Linked DNA regions of Zea mays: region 1 is linked to region 2. A link is a contact called in public Hi-C data. All regions are on one chromosome and are shown on one strand. Each heading gives the region's core, a stretch centred on a gene start, on an enhancer-like site or on the middle of the called end of the contact. The rest is flanking DNA. Distances are from core to core; before and after follow the strand shown. Region 1 holds the start of LOC100274676. Region 2 holds the start of LOC100281336.

Region 1 (4,832 bases), core at 1,741-4,240, 470 kb after region 2:
CTGCCGATACAACAGCACCAACATTCCTTCTGTAAGGGAAAATCTTCATGTCACGAGCTAATCGAGACGTAAATATGTCTTCATCGGCCGCCCGGGGTATCGGAACGTTCCTAGGCCAGCGAACCCTGGTAACCTTCAGCATTCGTGTAGAAGATTCCCGAAGCTCGAGCGAAGACATCGTTTCCCCGGGAGCTGTGCACGTCTCCAGCAAATCCACAACAAAATGATCGGAAGCCCTCAACCCCAAATCCTCAGCTGCTGTACCTAATTTTCTTTTCCTAGCGGTCGCACCCGAAGCCTTGTGCCGTGAGGGGCCTTCATCGACCGTTGACATTGTATGTTTTCCCCGGCGGCCAACAACGTCTGCACAGTCCTCCCGGGTAACCACCATACGGCAAATGGTTTAACTCAAAAACACGGTTCAGCCTAACGTTTGAACCGCGAATATCCCAACTCCTTAAAGTTTCCGTCTTTAGCACATACTTCCTAACAATTTTCACGGCCTCGACCTCGATATCACGCACAAACGCGGCTGCGTCACGACCGCGAAGATCCACGGCGAAGATTGGACTTCGCACCATCTGGCCGCCCAGGGTAGGCATCCGGCGGGGGGGTCACTTCGCCTAATGTCCAACCATGTGCCAAGGGCCACACCCCGTAGGCAATGAATTCCTCCACCAGGTCACGCCCCGCTACCTAGGCGGGCCGCATATCGGAGGGCCCCTTCGTCTCTGTCTTCTTTCGCCACCTTGAATCGAGGAAACTCCACATTACAATGTGAGCACAGGATGGCAGGAGGCAGACTCGACAAGCCTTCGACATCCCCGGGGGCCACATAGAACCAAAAGTCCCACAGTTGCCCCACTTATTCCTAGCATAGAGGACTATCTCGACAACCTCAGCCAAGGTCTTCCCAGTCCTCGGGGTGAAGGTGCATGATCCAAATTGGGCTATCTTATTACCTATCTTTCTCTTCTGCCAGTGCAAGCAATAATTCTTGGCAAAAACCTCCACAGATGACTGTCCGCTGTAGGAGGAGACTGCCCAAACATACTTCGCAAGCGCCACCACTGCGTTCGGCGTCAACTAGTGGACTTGCACCTCAAACCTTCGCAACACCTCCACTACGAACCGATGCATCGTGAGGCAAAGACCGACAGTGAAAAAGGCCTAAAAACTATCAACTCGCCCTCCGGCTCGGGGACCTCTTTCGCACCTGGGGCCCACCCGACACCGTTACCAAAGTAACCCAGCCGCTGCATCTCCAGCACGCGGGCCGAGAAAATCCTTGAGGTGCCAAACTCCACGGTGTGGCCGGGCTGCAACTCAACCACTGCCAAGTCGCTCAAGGTCTCCTCGGACAACGGCGTGGCCGGCGACGCACTCGCAGCAGACGAGGAAGAAGACATTGCAACGTACCGTTAACGACGGCACACAGTTTGCTTGATACGGGCTAGATCTCCGGCGCAGAATGAGCAAGGAGGGCAAGCGAGCAACTGTAAAAGCTAGGGTTTCTGCAACGCAAACTCAAGCAGGTAGCGGTCTCGGTCGAGGTCGGGTTTTTATAGGCGCGGAGCGACGCCTCGAAAAACCCGCAGTCCAACAGTAACACGTCCATCAACGGTCACATTTCAAAAACCCCCACGGGACCACTTCGAGTGAGGGCAGCGTTTTCACCATCTCACGGTAGTCTTCGACACCAGCTGACTTGGTCGAACTGGCCCCTCGGAGGGCAAATGTTGGGGCGAAGGCGAACACGCCACCCTTCGCTCGACGACACCTACCTCGCAACCGCACAGACGAAGGCCGCTCCTGCAGGCCCCGCCGGACAGATCGCGGACACCGTCCATACGAAGGCCTGTTCGGCCCCCTTCGCTCCAATGGGTCTTCAATGGGGCTCTATGCACTCAACAACGGTAGGGGGCAGGGGCTCGAGCCCCGCTCACCCCACCGCTACATGTCCCTGTACAAGGGAGAATAACATGCCTACACTACACTTAACGATTATGGAAACTGATGCTTTATAACAGTAGAGATTTGCTGTCTCTATGAATTACAGCTGCAACAGTTTAAACAGTAGGCTTTAATCCGAAGCGATTATATAGTGGTATAGATATAGACGAGAGTTCTTCAAGCGGATTTTTTTACCATGTGGGTTAGAGAGTTGCACATGAAAATTCTTTTATTTTCAACTATTTTAATTGTGCGTGGTCGCAACATACTAACACTGTTTCCACCGTCCCTGGCAAATAGTTATTAGTAGTTATTAGTTCCAAACCTATGTTCAGACCCACATAGCCAACAAAACACATGTGTCTTTGTGTTTTATTTTTTATATTAAAAAATTAAATGAAAATCGTACCAACGTACATACATTTTACTAATATATATACTGTTGAAATATTATATAAAAAACGCGAGGGTTATCCCGCCCGGTCAATCAAACTATGGCTATAGCCTATTGATGTGTACACGTAGCAGGTGTACAACTGCTGTAACAGCACTGCAGTAGTCCTACTTTACTACAGTAGGAGAATAGGAGTAAAGCGAACAGGCTTTTTCACTCGTTCTTTTCTTTATCTATGGCAGGACAGTTCCACCTCCACCTCCAAGTGCTTCCTTGTTTTGGCGAAAAAAAGAGCAGAAGCACAGAAAATAGGGGGGAAATTAAGAAGCGTAGAAAACGGAAAATAACCCTTGAGCTGACATGTGGGTGTGGCTGGACGTAGTACAGTTGTACTTGTACGGTTGATCCTCGAGATGCGCTGTGCAGCCTGGGCTATCTTTTCTACTGCGCAGTGGGCCTCCACCATCCTTGGTCCACGCTTCCTCTCCGGCCCACCACGGGCTGCTGCTGCCTGCCTCTGCGTCTGCTAGTCTGCAACTGCAACCACAGCTCTGACCTCTCCTCTACGGCTCTACCAGACTCCAAAAGTCCCAAGTCCCAGCATCCCTCCCCCGTGGCGTTGGCGTGCCCCGTCCCCTCGTCCCCGTCTCGGTCTCAAAAGCCTCGCACACCAGTGCACCACCACCACGGGCCACGGCACCATCTCCAGACTCCCGAGGGGACCATCACCGCCGCCTGCCCTTCCTTCTCCCACCTGCACCGCCGCCTCCAATTCCCGCCCGCCCCACTGCCATTGTGCGCCCCCGGAATGGCGTCACGCGGAGGAGATCCGGTAAGCTCCGGCCTGATTTTCAACTCTCTCCTCCCACATCTTCTCCTGGGGCGGAGCATTTGAATCGAACCCCCCAAAATCGCCCTCCCTCGAACGGTAGCCCCCAATCCGTACAGATTGTGGCCGATAGATTGGTTGACTCACGTGCCCTGCGCTCGCTCGCTTTGGGGGTGCTAACCTAATCGGTGACCCTCCTGTACCTCGATTGGGGCCTCGTTCTCCTCAGCATTGACCTCAGCGGTTTCCTTTTAGACAATGCTGCTGGTTTGCTGGTTGTTTCCACCATTCACGAGCGTGTACCTGTGCCCGAGACGCCGAAGTGATGTTCCCCCACTTTTTGGTATGTTGTGCAGGTAAACCAACTCTAGCTGAAGTGACGAGTGGCAGCATTGTTCAACCGTGCGGCTTCTGCTTGGCTGGTAGGTGAATGCCGTTCGATTATAAATTGTTCCTGTATAGCGTTTCACCTGCCTGTATTCTTCTAGCGCCTATTGATAAAACTGTTATTTAGCTTGTTTGGTTGCGTCTGGATTAAAGTGGATTAGAGAGGATTCTATTCAATTTCGATTAGTGAGGGATTTAATCCCCCTCAATCCACTTCGATCCAGACGCAACCGAACACGGCCTAATGCGTGTCCATACCATGTGATCTTCTTGACAAGTTCAGTTATGAAGCCTTCATAAGGCAACCCATATGTTCCTGTGGTGCTTCCATATTTGAGTGAGTACAGTACACGATGCCTTTCCCTGAGTCTGCCCAATCTTTTTCAGTCCTCTTGATTCCCTTGTTGCGATGTTAGGGTGCGTTTGGTTGCCGGACAGTCAGGACAGAGACGTTCCTTGACGTCCTCTCTCATCCCTCCAATTTTCAGGAATAACTGGGGACAACATTGAGATAGTTCTGTCTCAACCCTTGACTCTGAACCAAACAACCTTATTTGAAAGATCGTCTCATCCCGTCCCGTCCTGTCATTGCAACCAAACACACTTAAGCAATATGGTAGGTCAGATCCTCATAGGAACATGTTGATGCAATTAAAACCAAACTTTTTTTACATCTAAACATAAATATTTAGAACTTGAGATCACAAACCTGTGTAATAACAAAAAACTATGATTTGGGTTGACTTGGAAGTTTTGGAAATTATATTTGCAAAATCTGGCATTTCTGGTAACTTAAAATATGCCTTGAAAATAAAAGTTACGCAACCTAGGGCCCAACTAGAGTCTATATTAGCTATGTAGCTACTCACTTGTTGCTTGGTGATTATATGAGCATTGTGAAGTGAGTAACTCAAGGCTGGTTGTAATTGCATACAAATATGCCATCTATGGGCTATGGCTGCTGCCCACACAAGCTAGTTGGACACCTGGGTACTCTGTTGTCACTCTAGGTGCTAGGTGCCAAAACGCTGCCGCCTAGGACACCTTTCCTGCCTAATAGAACACTGGTCGATCGATTAAGTCTTTCCATCGCTGAAGCAATAAGAGTTCCTTTCCCGAACGAACTCTCAAAAGCTTGTCTCCATTGTTTGCATGTTGTGCGAAAGTCTCCCAAGATTGGCAGTTGTGGTGTTGAGGATCCATAATCCCTGAAAGGCTGCCAAGGTGATGAGAATATCTAAACCCTAAAGGCAGTGCAAGAGTGGAAAA
Region 2 (4,670 bases), core at 179-2,678:
ACGTTCTTGCCCACCTCCGTCACCACTCCGGCGATCTCGTGACTGCATGCATGCGATGTGTACGTACGTGTTCAGTGTTCAGAATGACAATAATACGAGATCGAGGTACAGATATATAGGCATATATGCATGGAATTATTAGTGACGACGCACCCAGGGACCATGGGGTACGTGGCGTTGTGCCACTCGTTCTTGATGCTGTGAAGGTCAGAGTGACACATCCCACAGTACAGGATCTTTATCGCTACATCGTCGTCCCCGGTGCTCCTGCATGTGTGTGACAGAAGTGACACATGCTCATAATATATAGTCACGGAATGGTCTATATTCAATTCAAACAAAAGACGATCTACATCATCTTGTCAATTGTCATGTTATCGGCCGATGAATTAACTAGAAAAAACTAAATTATTCTGAAAAGACTGTAGGCACCGGAAAGCCACCATACATTAAATATTATATAAATTTAGTAAAAGGATAAAACGAATTTTAATTTAGAACGAAGGGAGTAAGTAACAAGCGGGTGGACTTCCAAACATGAGATCAATTTCATCCAACGGCGGCCCCTTGTAACAGTTGGCGCATGAAAACACATCTGTTTTCGAATACATATAGTTCAATAGTTTATTTTTAAACTAAAATATAACCAATAAAAAAAGTAGGGAGTGAGTATTGTATGATTCAGAAGGCAAGGTAAGAAGGGACGAAGTCAGCGGTGGGGCGAGCGGGCCTCCAACCCCTCCTAACGCTGCTGAGTCAGCCGCACTAGAGCCTCTTTTAAAATTTTTAGCGTACATATATAATATAGAAATGACTTTTATATTACAGTTGTTTAGTTCAGCTCTTCTTAAAAAAAATTCTGGCTTTGTCCCCGGCGGTAAGGGCATGCCGGCCGGGAGAGGCATGCATGCCGTATACGTTGGCCTGCGCCAATCAGATCAAGCCGAGCGGCTCGCAGTCCGGTCGGCAGGTCGATCGGCGAGGACGGTGGCGACTGGCGAGACCCAGGCCGGGGCGTCCGCGCGCTGGACATTTCGGATGCCTCTCGACCGGCACGGCGCATGCATGCATGGGATCTAGAACGTTCTAGAAGGGCATCATCGCGCGTACGATGGACGTTCCCTATATATATAAATATGCCACAGATGCCGAACAAACAAGGCGGGGCACGCACCTGCGGGTGATGGTGAGCGGCGCGAGGTGGCCGGACGAGTCGTGCGCGGCGAGCGCCACCGCCGCCGCCGTGTGAGTGGGAGTGGGAGCCATCGGGACGGGATCCGATCCGGTGGGAGCGCGGAGCCCTTGTGTCCGTGCAAGGATCTGTATCGCTGGCGGCGGCCGCGCCGAGCGCGCGCCTGGAAAATGGCGAGAGAGGCGAGGCTGCGGATTTCGCTTTGGGGAATCGAATGATTCTACTTCTGGCAGGCACGGAACATTCGGGCAGGGGCCGGACCGCGCTTTATAGCCGCGTGGGAGAGGGAGCCAGTGAGGCTAGGTGGGGCCGGACGTGTCAGTGTGTGGGCCTCGGGGTGCAGTGCAGGGCTCCGTACTTCTGGCGTTCGATTCGATCCCCCGCTCGCGTATCGCATCGCATCGCGTATCGCTTTATAGTCGCAGGCAGCGAGCGAATGAAGGCGGCTTGCAATTCGTGTGCTCTGTTCTAGTGCCTGTGATGCGATGCGCGCGTGACTACTCGTAGTCGTAGCGCGGGTACACTGCGATGTGATTCGTCTGCTCCAGCGCCGGCATCTCGCTCCAGTTCGGGCTCCAGCGTGCCGCTCCCTGCGACCAGCTGTAGCTCTAGGCACCACGCAAGGTACGCCCACCGAAGGCACGACGACAACCAGCAAAGAATCCTCCAATGTAATGTAATCCGGACTTCTCATTTGCATGCAAATACAAATGCTGCTGCCAGCTTGCTGTTCCAATTTGCATGCAAATATGAATATGTCCTTGCAAACTCGCAAATGTTGCTTAGAGCATTGATGTATATATGAATGTTGTTCCAAATATGAATGTTGTTCCAATGTTGCTTAAGGACTTCTCATTTGCAGATGGCACAACCAGAAGAGAGAATGCCTCAACTAGAATTAATTGAGAATGTTCCGATGCCAGAGAACCTAACTGAAGAGCCTGTGAAGAGCCTGAAAAAGAGATTGCAGAAGCAACTGAAGAGAAAGAGGCGAAGAAAAAGAAAATTCTAGTGTTGTGAAGGAAGCAAGGCGCAACTGTTGCAAGATTATTATCGAGCATGAGGCAAAAAGTCAATGATATATATGCATTATTGTAAAGCCCTAAAAAAATTAGTGTAATAAAAAAAATATAAAAATAAATAAATGCATATATTGATATAAAAGTGTTTGGAATTGTGGAGCCTTTGGAGATTTATTAGGTTCTCTTTCTTTGTGCATAATCAATTAATAGGAATTATAAGGGTCAAACAACAAATAAATAAATACAGAAATATTCATCTCATTCTTGTATTATTGCATTTGTATCCAAGTTCGTGAAACCAGCTTGAAAATGAAAAAAGGATTTACTCTTACATTAGAATTATATTTGAAAGCTGAAATCATAAAATTCAAACAGGGTTTTGAATTTGAATTGGATTTTTGAAACTTCAAATAGGAAGCTTGAATTTAATTTGAATTTTAAGCACAAAACTTGATGTGAAATGAGAAATAGAAAAAAAAGGAGACACCCGCTCTTGGGCCACCTCTGCTCCGCGATAGCCAAAGTCCCTGCCTCGGCCCAACACGGCTTCTCCCTCTCGCGCCCACGTTCTCCACATCCCGCACCGGCCCAATAGCCTGGCCGCTTCTCTTTGGGTCTGTGACGCGTGGACCCAGCATGTCAGTCGGTTGACTCTGTGTACCAGCTGAGACCGCATCGTGTCCGCTGTCGCTGCCGCATGGGGCCCGCGGTCAGGGAGGTCTTCCACCTGGTCCTTGCATTATCCACGGCGCTGGCTTCAAACAGTATGGCGAAAACTTCGCCCGGAGCTGTCCTCCACCGAGTTCATCGCAAGTCCGCAACAGACCACCTCCAATCCCGCGCTGATCTCGGAGTCGGGCCGACCATTGGCGTACCATCCCTGGCTATAAAACCATGCCGTGAACCCTGTTTTCCCCACCATCAGGAACGGAATAGAGAGAGGACGGAGTGTCGCCGCGCTTGGATCTAGTCTCCACCGCCGGTTCGGCCTCGGGAACTCGACCAGGGTGGAGCGCGGTGCGCATGGAAGATGTTGTGGGCACCCTTCAAGCATATGGTGCTGGGGGTAAGTCGCAATTTCTCGTCGGTGTACCACACCGCCCCAAAATCCACACTTCGCCGCGGCCAAGGCTTATGACTGGATGATTCATAGTCTGCCACCCAACCGCTAGTTCACAAGGTTGCCCGCTCCCTATTTCCCTAATCGGTTTCGAGTTTGGAGACTTTATGCTCGGGATTGACATTGTAGGTCATGGCGCCGCCGCACTGGCGCTGTGCGCCGCCGTGTTGACAGCCAGGGAAAGAAGATGGTGCTGCCACCATCGATCTGTTTGTGGACGGCTAGATCTGTGAGTCAGGTACCGCTTCGGCCGGGCGCGTTTCGGGGCGTTGATATCCCATCGGACGATATGCGTGTATCACACGTCTCATTAATCGTGCGCCGTGGGATCTGGATCCTGTGGCCGTAAACGCGTACCGGTTCACCCAAAGGAGTAGATCTAATCGGGGCCATAGATTGATGATCGGGTAGATGGGATTCCTCGATACCCCCTTCAGCCCCTGTGTTTTACCAAAGAGACCCTGTCTTTTTCCCGATTCAACCCGCGGTCCATACAAGTTCAAAAACCCATTCAGATCAGTCCTGGCATTTACAGAGCGCACCCCGATCTTTCAGTAATTAGTAGCCGCAGCCCAAGAATTAATAAAATAGGTAAAGTTAATAAAGAAAATTGGTTTTTAGTATCCAAATAAATCTAAAACTTGTTTAATTCATATTTAATTCGTTTTAACTCTGATTTGACCCGTTCAAGTTGCTATAGTTTTGTGATAAAATTATCTACGCAGTAGTAGCATTCATTGAGTCATATCACACACTTTTATAATTAGAATTTTGTTTACCCTTTTGAGCAGCAGAATTATTTTACTAACCAAGGTTGATATATCTATAACTATGATTTTATTATGATGTGATTTCCAAAATAAAGTTATAAGCTATATTAAAGATAAATTAATTATTTAGAGTATATTTTCTCATATGATGTATATTAACTAATTTTTAATATAGTTTAATAGTTAACCACGTGGATCTTCGGGAAGAACCCTAACTTTATAACTGTAGCTCCGATTTTAGTGATTCTCGAACCCACGATCTCGTAAGCGACGCGTATATTACTATCATTCAGTTTTGTTCATATGTTTGGTGTGATGTTAATTTTGCCCATACCATGTTTGTTTGTATTGCTACGATTAGCGCGAGGTTACGCGTCATCCGAAGAGCAAGTGGTACCTGGATTCTCAAGTCCCAGGCAAGTTGTGCCCTTGATCACTTCTTTTTACCTACTCATGTTCTAATTAATCATAATGATCTGCATAGGTTAATTTTGATGGGACCCAATAGGTTACCCTAGATTGTTTATCTCATTACCTTGTTTACCCCTGAATCACTTGGGTAGTTT

Evidence for each region. Hi-C and Micro-C count contacts between places; a contact is called where the count stands out from the background.
Region 1: a Hi-C map of leaf mesophyll shows a contact between it and region 2, with 2.8 times the contacts expected there. The contact joins the promoter of LOC100274676 here to the promoter of LOC100281336 in region 2. A contact is called at or near these places in 5 of 25 Hi-C or Micro-C datasets (bundle sheath, ear, leaf and 2 more).

What each region holds. Positions count from the first base shown.
Region 1 is chr10:66,023,986-66,028,817 of Zm-B73-REFERENCE-NAM-5.0, forward strand. It overlaps LOC100274676, which reads left to right and starts at 2,991. Exons shown (of 5, transcript NM_001148996.2): 1 at 2,991-3,179; 2 at 3,533-3,598.
Region 2 is chr10:65,553,686-65,558,355 of Zm-B73-REFERENCE-NAM-5.0, forward strand. It overlaps LOC100281336, which reads right to left and starts at 1,429. Exons shown (of 4, transcript NM_001353052.1): 1 at 1,175-1,429; 2 at 154-267; 3 at 1-42. The coding sequence starts at 1,266.